Linked DNA regions of Rattus norvegicus: all the other regions are linked to region 3. Evidence: chromatin contacts called from public Hi-C data. All regions are on one chromosome and are shown on one strand. The core of a region is the stretch at or near the end of the contact, and the rest is flanking DNA. Distances in the headings are between cores, read along the strand shown.

Region 1 (2,700 bases), core at 54-2,553, 200 kb after region 3:
GGTCAGTCATGAGCATTGATTACTCAGGTCTGTCTGGTATTGCCCCCTCCCTATCATTTTGCCAACTTCCATCTGTTTCATGAAAGCTGTTCGTGTACTCTAGCTGTTCTGGGCAAATAAACAATATAACCACACTGGATTCAATGTAGCTTTCTCTTGGTGTTTTGTATAGGTAAATTGAACATGTTCTGTGTGCCTTGTTCTCTGTTAGGCCCTGAGATACAAGTGTCTGTTCTTAAAGTAGACCAAAACAAATCAGCTAAGTGTAGTAAGAGAGATACCCAGGTACAGAAAAGCAGTTTAGAGTGGTTAGCACGTTCTCTCAGAAGTAACACCCGAGAAAGGCTTTGAAAGCAAAGGTAGGAATCCCTTTGACACCTAAGGGATGAAAACGGGGCCTCAGACAGAAAGGGTACGTTAGGAATGAGAGACTGGCTATAGACAAACCTACATGGTAAGAACAGATGGAGAAGGGGCAGGAAATACAGTTGTGAAGAGAGACGCTAGAGTATCTAAATAGGTAGGTAATAGAGTTTTAAAGTTGGCTCTGCTCCCTATGAAAGTTATTTTTAAGGGAATTCGTAGAAGAAGCAAGGTGTCCCGTTGGAAAGCCTTTGTGGTAGTCTAGGAAAGCAGTAATGGTAAGCAGAGATGAAGAAAGAATAATTCAAAAGATGTTGAGGAGTAAACTCAGGAGTATAAATCAGTTGGACGCAGGGAGTAAAGATGGGAAAGAAATCCAGAGTGAACTTGATGCTAGAAAACGGGAGACTAAGCCAGATAATGGAGCCATTCACCAGGAGCAGAAAAGGCCAGAATGTGAGGGTGGAAAGGGCTCAGGTTGGGTTGTACTGAATATTATGAATTCATAGGATAAGACAGCACAAATTATTCAGCCAGTGTTTACAGTGTAAGATTCAGAGACATAGCTGAGTTGTAAATGCAGGTGTGAGGTCAGCGGCGTATGTGAGGGGACAGAATGGCTTATGAATACTAGCAGTTCAAGCCACCTTGGAGACAAAGGATCAAGAGATAGTAGTAAGTGACCAGCTCCATCACACACACACACACACACACACACACACACACACACACACACACACACACAGTGTCTCTGACTCTCACCCTAAATCTAAAGGGCAGCAGGCTGGAAGGTCTTCTTTACAGATAACAGGATGTCCTGAAAGGGTCGGTATTGATAGACGTGTGCTGTCTTTTCCTTCCCAGCTGCTCATTCTGTGGCTTTGCAGTCATGGCCCCCCACAGTCTACTTTATAAAAGTTAGCTGTCTGGGTTGACATTCTTATTACAAACATAAATGCTTTATAATGACAAATTTGCCTCAAAGGTATGCAGAGCAGTTGCCACGAGCAACACATAAAATGAGCCCCTGAACTGAAATGAATGTTTGGAATTAAACTTTTCAGATTATGTGTCCAGTTCCGATGCCCTGCTGAGACCATGCTGTGTACGAATAGTGTGTTTGACCCCAGGTTTAAGAAGGTCTTGAGAGAGGATAATTTGATCCTGATTCTGGTTTTGTTCGGTCTGGTTTGGTTTTTCCAGTTCCCAACAGATAACTTGTCAGTGGTTAACGTGTCCCCATCCTGTATTTGGAAATCTTGTCAGATTGCTTCAGGATGCTGTGGTAGCAAGTGCTAAAGAAGCATCAGTCTTGCTGGCCTGCTTGGTTGATAGTGACAAGATACTGTTCCTCCCTCCCCATGAATTTTGTCAGCTCAAATACGTCCCCATTTTCTCTTCAAGCCCCTAGTTTTCAAGCACCTGTACATTATTCATGCTGGGATCAGGGGTCGTATAGAGACCAGCCAGCTGCCCTTTGTGATGGTCCCCTAACCACTCTGGAGAGTAGGGCTCAAGCAGGCCATGCTGTGAGCTGGTGAGCATGAACCCCCTGCACCCGGGGAGGACTCCTGGCCTGCTTCTGCTCTTTTCATCACGTGCTCCCTTACTGAGTGAACTCAGTGTCACTAACTCTGATGAATCAGAGACTGGACAGATGGACAGACAGAGAGACAGATAGACAGATGGACAGACCGACCATGATATATTTTTGCCACATGAGCTACCCCTTCAGCAGCTGGATTTTGTTCTGCTGCATTGTGCTGCGTGCAGCCTGGATGCTGATATTGTAGCTCCCTCTAGTGTCTCTGGGGTGCAGTCCCTCGGTTCTTCTGTTGGAGAAGATGTAGACAAACACAGAATCCGCCAAAATTGGTGGCGTTTTAAGAATCTTTCCCATACATTTGCTTGTTGTGAATGTGATCTCTTCCTCATTCTGCTGTGTTTCTGTTTCAGAGTGTGGGGGATGGGACCAGGATCCCTGTGGGAATCGTTCTTCTGAGGGCTTCTTGAGATGCCCCTGTTCAGGCCTTATAAGGAAAGAGTGTAAATTCTGTTCAAAAAAGATAAATGAAACCAAGAAGCTGAAAAGTTTACTTGGATCCCAAGTAGAGAAAATATTGGGTAAAGGAATTTAAAAAAAACTGGCATTAAGAACTTTGTCCATTTATTCTGTAAAGAGTGGTTTGTTCTCCAAAATAACTTTTGGACTAGAAATTTATCATCTGAAGTCAGACCATTTTGAGGTATTTTTCTAATCTAAAGGAGTCAAGTTATTAATATTTGAAAAATGGCTACTATGTAGTACATAGAATAATATAATATTTCCTGCCTAAA
Region 2 (2,730 bases), core at 37-2,536, 150 kb after region 3:
TGAACAGCAATGTGGAAGTGTAAGCTGAAGAAACCCTTTCCTCCCCAGCCTGCTTCCTGGTCACGATGTTTGTGCAGGAAAAGAAACCCTGACAAAGACAAGTAGTATTAATCATATTTGACTGGTGTATCCAAGTTAGACTTTCACGCTGACTGGAAACCGAGCTGCATTGCTGCACTCTTACCTAGGATGGCTACCATAGCCATGCTGTAGAACAGCTAAAGGTGAATGGGCTTCTTCTGTCATGTAATAGAACCTTAAGATATGCAAATTACACATGTTTTACTTCGTCTGTTCTTTAGTTAAGAGAACATCATAATTTAAGAGCTTGCCTATTCTTGTGGTGGCCAGGAAAGTGATACTGTTCTCATTGCCATCATCATCACCTTCATCATCGTCATCATCATTGTCATAATCCTCGTGATCATCATCCTTCAGTGAGGAAGAACCTCCTCACAGAGTTTCTATCTGTGGTCCACAGTGAGTCTGTCTTTTTTCTTTTTTTTTTCTTTTTTTTTCTTTCCGGAGCTGGGGACCGAACCCAGGGCCTTGCGCTTGCTAGGCAAGCGCTCTACCACTGAGCTAAATCCCCAACCCCGTGAGTCTGTCTTTTATCTCCTGCAAACCTCTTCCTGCAGCTTTGCTTTCACTTCCTCTCCACCCCTTTAGTCATGTACTGAAGGTTTGGCATGTCAGGTCAGCATTTCTCACTGTGGAAAAAGGAAAAGTTGGGAACAATGCTGTGGGGTATGTCACATTTTCCTTTGCTCTTTTAAATATAGATAAGTGGATCACATGTTCCATTACGAATCCTAATGAAAACCTTGCTTTATAAATTTTACTTTGGAATCATAGAGACTGGCTACCATGGGATGCCATGTGGCCTACCTCCTCAAAGTGTGTCCTTAAAGCCTGTAGACAGCAGTGAGGATTCTTGGCTCTGCCACTGTGGGAATGAGACAGATTTTATCAAGAGAGCTAATGGCCTTCGGGAGTTGAAGTATTGGGGGAGGACCTCAGCAGTCTCTTCCCATACTCCTTTATGACTTTCGGCTTTCCCTTCGGTTACCTTTAAGGAGTGTGCTGTGTATGGTGTTTAATAGACCCCCTACACAGTCCCTCTTTAAGGACAGGAACTGTGTCCCTCTTGGCGAGCTCAGTTTAATCCGAGATTGAAATCCAGGGTGAATTTTGTTGTTTTGTGTCAAATGTACTTGAAACAGTTGGGCGGGAAGCAAACTAATTATAGCCATTGTAGAGCAACAGAGAGCAAAGGGCAGCAGTAGATTCTCAAAAGCTTTCATGACTCAAGGTGAAATCAGCTACTGTGGAAAGTAGCTTTATCTCCAGCACAGAGGGGTTTCGTTCTGAAATTATGAAATGGAATTTTAATCATGGGGTCCTGGCTAGCTTCTGGGGGCAACTTCAGCCATTACATTTTCCCATCAACCACTTCACCTGGAGGATTTGCTTTAGGGTTATGAGGAATTTTCTTTGGTTTGAACCTGTGCTAGTCTCATGCTGTCAGTCTCTGTGAGTTCAAATGTGTATCAGTCCTGTTACATCTGGACACAGTTTCCTTTGAGTCATCCCAGTGATGACAAGGAGTGGACTCAAGTCCCAGCCCTAACCGAGATGCTTTTGCAGTTGATACTTGCCAGGAAGGGGAAAGTCGGTTTTCTCCAGCAGAGTGTTTTGGGGAATATCAACCACACTTAGTCAGCTTAAAACTGACCCCATGGAACTTGGCGTTTTTAAGGGGGTGCTTTTTGTTTTATTTAAGTTTTGTTTTGTCTTATTGATTTTTTGTGTGTTTTATTTGATTTTCATTTTTGTTTTGTGTTTTGGAAAGTGGGGGCAGGGGAGAGAATATCAGATTGGATAGGTAGGGACTGGGGTGGATTTGGGGAAAAGGAAAACATGATCAAAATTAGGAAAAATTTTAAATAAAAAGATTATAAAGAATATATAAGCAAATGAGCTTTTATTTTTAAGCCAAACATTGCATTTTGATACTCCTTGTCAGACCCTGTTCTGGCAAATAAGCAGAGCCCATCAGCGCAGACTGCTCTGTCTCCACATGCACACGCTTCAGGAGACAGATTTTCTTTAATGTCTCAAACGTAACTTCAGTGCCTCAAGTTTCCTGCTTGGACAGTGCCGTCATTGAGAGGGAAAGCTACAGGTACCATCAGTTGCCATTAAGGGATTCTGCAAAGGCAGGAAAGCCAGAAGATTGGGTTCCGGATGGACCTGCATTGATATAGCTTCTTTCTCTAGGGCCCGGGGTAAGTTAAAATAGTTTTGACAGCATCTTTAACTGAACATCTTTGTCTCCAAACATAATTAGTGTTTGAAAGAGAAGGCCTCAAAGTCCAGGCTCTGTGGCTTAGACAGCAGCTCCATCTGGTGCTTACTGGAGGTGTGTGCTCCTTTCGTCTCTGGGTTTTATGGCAGCATAGACACAGATGTGCACAGGCCTTCCACGGGAGCAGCAACTTTAAGATCAGCTTCTAGTGCTGACGTGAGTTAGCTGTGTTCTTGATGAATCTCGTTTGACAGTTGTGTTGATGTGATAGCTGCTGATCAACTCAACAGCCATCATTTGGCTTAACTAACACACTCACAATGGGAAATAACTCTTCATATTTAGTAATCTGGGGGAAAATAACACATACTGTACTACTCACAAAGGAAGACTATAGTGCCTTAAAGGAATGGGTCAGCTTG
Region 3 (2,810 bases), core at 264-2,763:
ATATGAAAATGTCCTATAATTTATGTGAACTATTCAGTCCTCTAATTAATAAACTACCTCCTTAAAAGAGAGGGTAAGGAGTTCCTGGTCTGTGTCTAGGTAGAGACTACATACTTCACTCAGTTAAGGACAAACTTGACTTAGGTGCAAGGGTGGGCAATTCACAAGTCACATAACAAAGTATGTAGTCTTGTAGAGAATTTTAACAAGGTGTTTTAAATTCTTTGGAGAAAGCATTAAGATAATCTTGCTGGGGAGAAAATTTTCAATTTACACACAGAAACAAAATACATAAATTCTGATCGTGGCCTGGTGATTATCATAATTTGGGGGAATAACCGAACACGTGACTTGAAAACACATTTCCAAGGCTGTAGGAACTCTCTCTGAGAATGGCACAAACCAACACCTTTTCTGGCTCTCATCAACACGGGAAGTGGCTTGGACACCCCCCAAACATCATCCTACCCCACACAGGAAGTGAGTTATAGTTCCCCCTCCCCATGACAGCATGTCTCCCTTCCCCCAACCGGAAGTGAGGCGCCCCCATTCAGTGGGCCTTAAACCAAGACAAACCAATAACAGCAGCAGCAAAAGAGGGATGATCTTCAAAGGGGAAGGACATCTCGACTGTGGCCACCCCCATGCTCGTCTTGCTTACTAACCTGCTGACGGTAGGGGCAGGCAGGGGCCTGGGGACTAATGAAAGTCCCTTGCACAGAGGACAATTCCCTCAGCCCCTCGCAATCGCCTTCACTCTTCACTCCGTCGTCTCACAGCTTGACAGAAATTCCTCCGCAGTACTTTATTTTGATGTCTTTTCTTACTCTTTACTTAATCATTTAGTCACCTCCAGATAGGTAACTTCTTTTATCGTGGTAATATTGAGAATTGTTCCGATGAGGAGAGACGTGAAATGTTATACCCGATACTTTCAGAGAAATGAAGGGATTATTTTGTCCAATGCGGCGAAGGACTACGTGACTACGCAAGGTGAGACTCACTTTCGCGAAGGTTCTTGGGAAATGTAGTTTTCATTTTCATTGCTAAGGCGCTCAAAAAATAGTGGGACTTAAATCGGTAATTATTTTATACTGAGTCTTAGAGAATAGTTATTCTGTAGTTGACGACTGGCAGACTTAAGGTGATTCGGCCCCGAAAAGGCCCAAATCTGCACTGTTCACTTCCACTGGCGTTTAATTGAACCCAAATTCCCCGTCACATGGACTCAAGGTCCCGGTCGCCCCGCCCTCTAGTCTTGGCTCCACCCCTTAGCCAATCAGACCTTCTCTAGGTCCTGTTCTCCGGATATTGGCACTCAGAGAGGCGTGGCCTCTTGTCAACTCCTCCCATGGGGCTGAGAGGAGAGCTCGGAGACGGCGGAGGTTTGGTGAGAGCGCGCGCGCGCGTTCTCAAGAAGTGAAGCGGCAAGAGTGCGCGCGACGGGGCGGCGTGCAGGGTTGGGAGGAGCAAGCGGACTGGTGGGCTGGGCGGACGGAGCGGCCGGGAGCGCGCTGTGGACTCCGCGGCCGCGAGTAGTTAGTTAGTTGTGTCAGTTGCTCGGTGGAGGCGTCCGCGGTCACCAGAAAGGGGACGGGACAGGCGGCAATGGTGAATATCGTGACGGCGTGTGCTCCCCTCAGGTAACGGGGGCAGGGTTGCCCACGTACCCTAGGTCCCTTTCCCACGCGCGCTGGCTTATGGGGCCAGGGTCGCCGAGAGGTGAGGACGCGGACCTAGGGGACTCCGGACTGGGTGGCGCCGCAGGGGCTCGGCAGCCGGTGCGTCTTGCGGGGCGCGGGCTGCAGCGCCCCGGCCACCCACGCGCCCCGCGGGCGCCGCGAGCCCTCTCATGCCCCCCGCCGGCCCAGGCCTCGTTACCCTGGATTGCGATGGTCCCGGTAGCGCGGCGCCCCCCAGAGGAGGGAAAGTTGGAACCTGGCGGCTAGGGACTTCCCGGGGCTGGGCTGGGAGGCTCCAGAGGAAAGTGAAGCCTTAGAGGAGCCTGGGGACGCGGAGGCTGGGGCAGGAAGGGTTTCTTCTGCTAGTCTGTGTAGTCGCCTCACTCCCAGACCTGGGAGGATCCGGCTCAGCCTTGCAGCGGCAGTCGGGACGGAACCGGTGGCTCTGTGCCTGCTCACTTCACGCTCTGGCTAGTGAGCCCCTAATGCGCGCAGGCTTCCTAGGTTGCTTAGGGGTTTGGGATTTTGAGAGGCTGGTTTAGTCATTTTTCTTTTTTTCTTTTTTTCCCTTTGCCCTTTGACTTATGGTGTCTTGCGAATTTCCTTTCTTCCTTCGAAGAGGACTTGCCATCTGAACTGGGTACAACCCCCCCCCCCCCCATCTTATGCTCCATCCGTTGGAGAGCTTGATTTTGTTCTTGGACTACATTAATGACTACTGTGAGCAATATCAAAGAATAGTCCGCCTTCCCGTCCCCCTCCCCCAGATCCCGATTTTTAAGGACCCAAATTTAGGAATCAGAGCTGTGGAATGGAGTTATTGGGTGGCTGACGTTGAAGGATAGAGATGAGTTAGAGGAAAACTATGATTTCATCTTCGTTGGCCTTACTATAGAAAACCCAGTACATTTTTCTTGCCTCTGTTGAATGTGGTAAGAGTACACTCTCAATTAAATACTTGGTGACTTACATAAAAGGCTATTTTTAGGTCATTGGATGATGTACATGAGCAGCTTTTTCACCTGAATTGGAATTGCTTGCTTTGAGTATTCTGTTTGGCGGCCTGTTGATTTGATTTTTTTTCTTTCTTCCTTTTTTTTTTTTTCAGCCACAGTGTTCTTTCTCCCT

The links. Hi-C and Micro-C count contacts between places; a contact is called where the count stands out from the background.
Region 1: a contact with region 3 is called in a Hi-C map of the A7r5 cell line, with 6 times the contacts expected there. The contact joins the enhancer-like site here to the promoter of Peak1 in region 3. A contact is called at or near these places in 7 of 12 Hi-C or Micro-C datasets (the A7r5 cell line, the Rat2 cell line, Schwann cells and 3 more) and 1 of 1 datasets of contacts at active chromatin or transcription factors (oligodendrocytes).
Region 2: a Hi-C map of Schwann cells shows a contact between it and region 3, with 9 times the contacts expected there. The contact joins the enhancer-like site here to the promoter of Peak1 in region 3. A contact is called at or near these places in 4 of 12 Hi-C or Micro-C datasets (Schwann cells, frontal cortex, liver and 1 more) and 1 of 1 datasets of contacts at active chromatin or transcription factors (oligodendrocytes).

What each region holds. Positions count from the first base shown.
Region 1 is chr8:65,511,639-65,514,338 of GRCr8, reverse strand. The region is part of intron 6 of Peak1 (pseudopodium-enriched atypical kinase 1); the gene reads left to right. Among named protein-coding and RNA genes, the nearest start is that of Tspan3, 47 kb to the right of the region's middle. Within about 2 kb of position 1,303, at least 7 of the 93 cell types and tissues checked have an H3K27ac peak or open chromatin away from gene starts, as enhancers often do. A contact at or near this core is called in the A7r5 cell line, where this site is marked.
Region 2 is chr8:65,561,662-65,564,391 of GRCr8, reverse strand. The region is part of intron 3 of Peak1 (pseudopodium-enriched atypical kinase 1); the gene reads left to right. Among named protein-coding and RNA genes, the nearest start is that of Tspan3, 97 kb to the right of the region's middle. Within about 2 kb of position 1,286, at least 12 of the 93 cell types and tissues checked have an H3K27ac peak or open chromatin away from gene starts, as enhancers often do.
Region 3 is chr8:65,713,814-65,716,623 of GRCr8, reverse strand. Peak1 (pseudopodium-enriched atypical kinase 1) reads left to right here and starts at 1,513. Exons shown (of 7, transcript NM_001108149.1): 1 at 1,513-1,643. It overlaps Hmg20a (high mobility group 20A), which reads right to left and starts at 936. Exons shown (of 10, transcript NM_001108150.1): 1 at 666-936.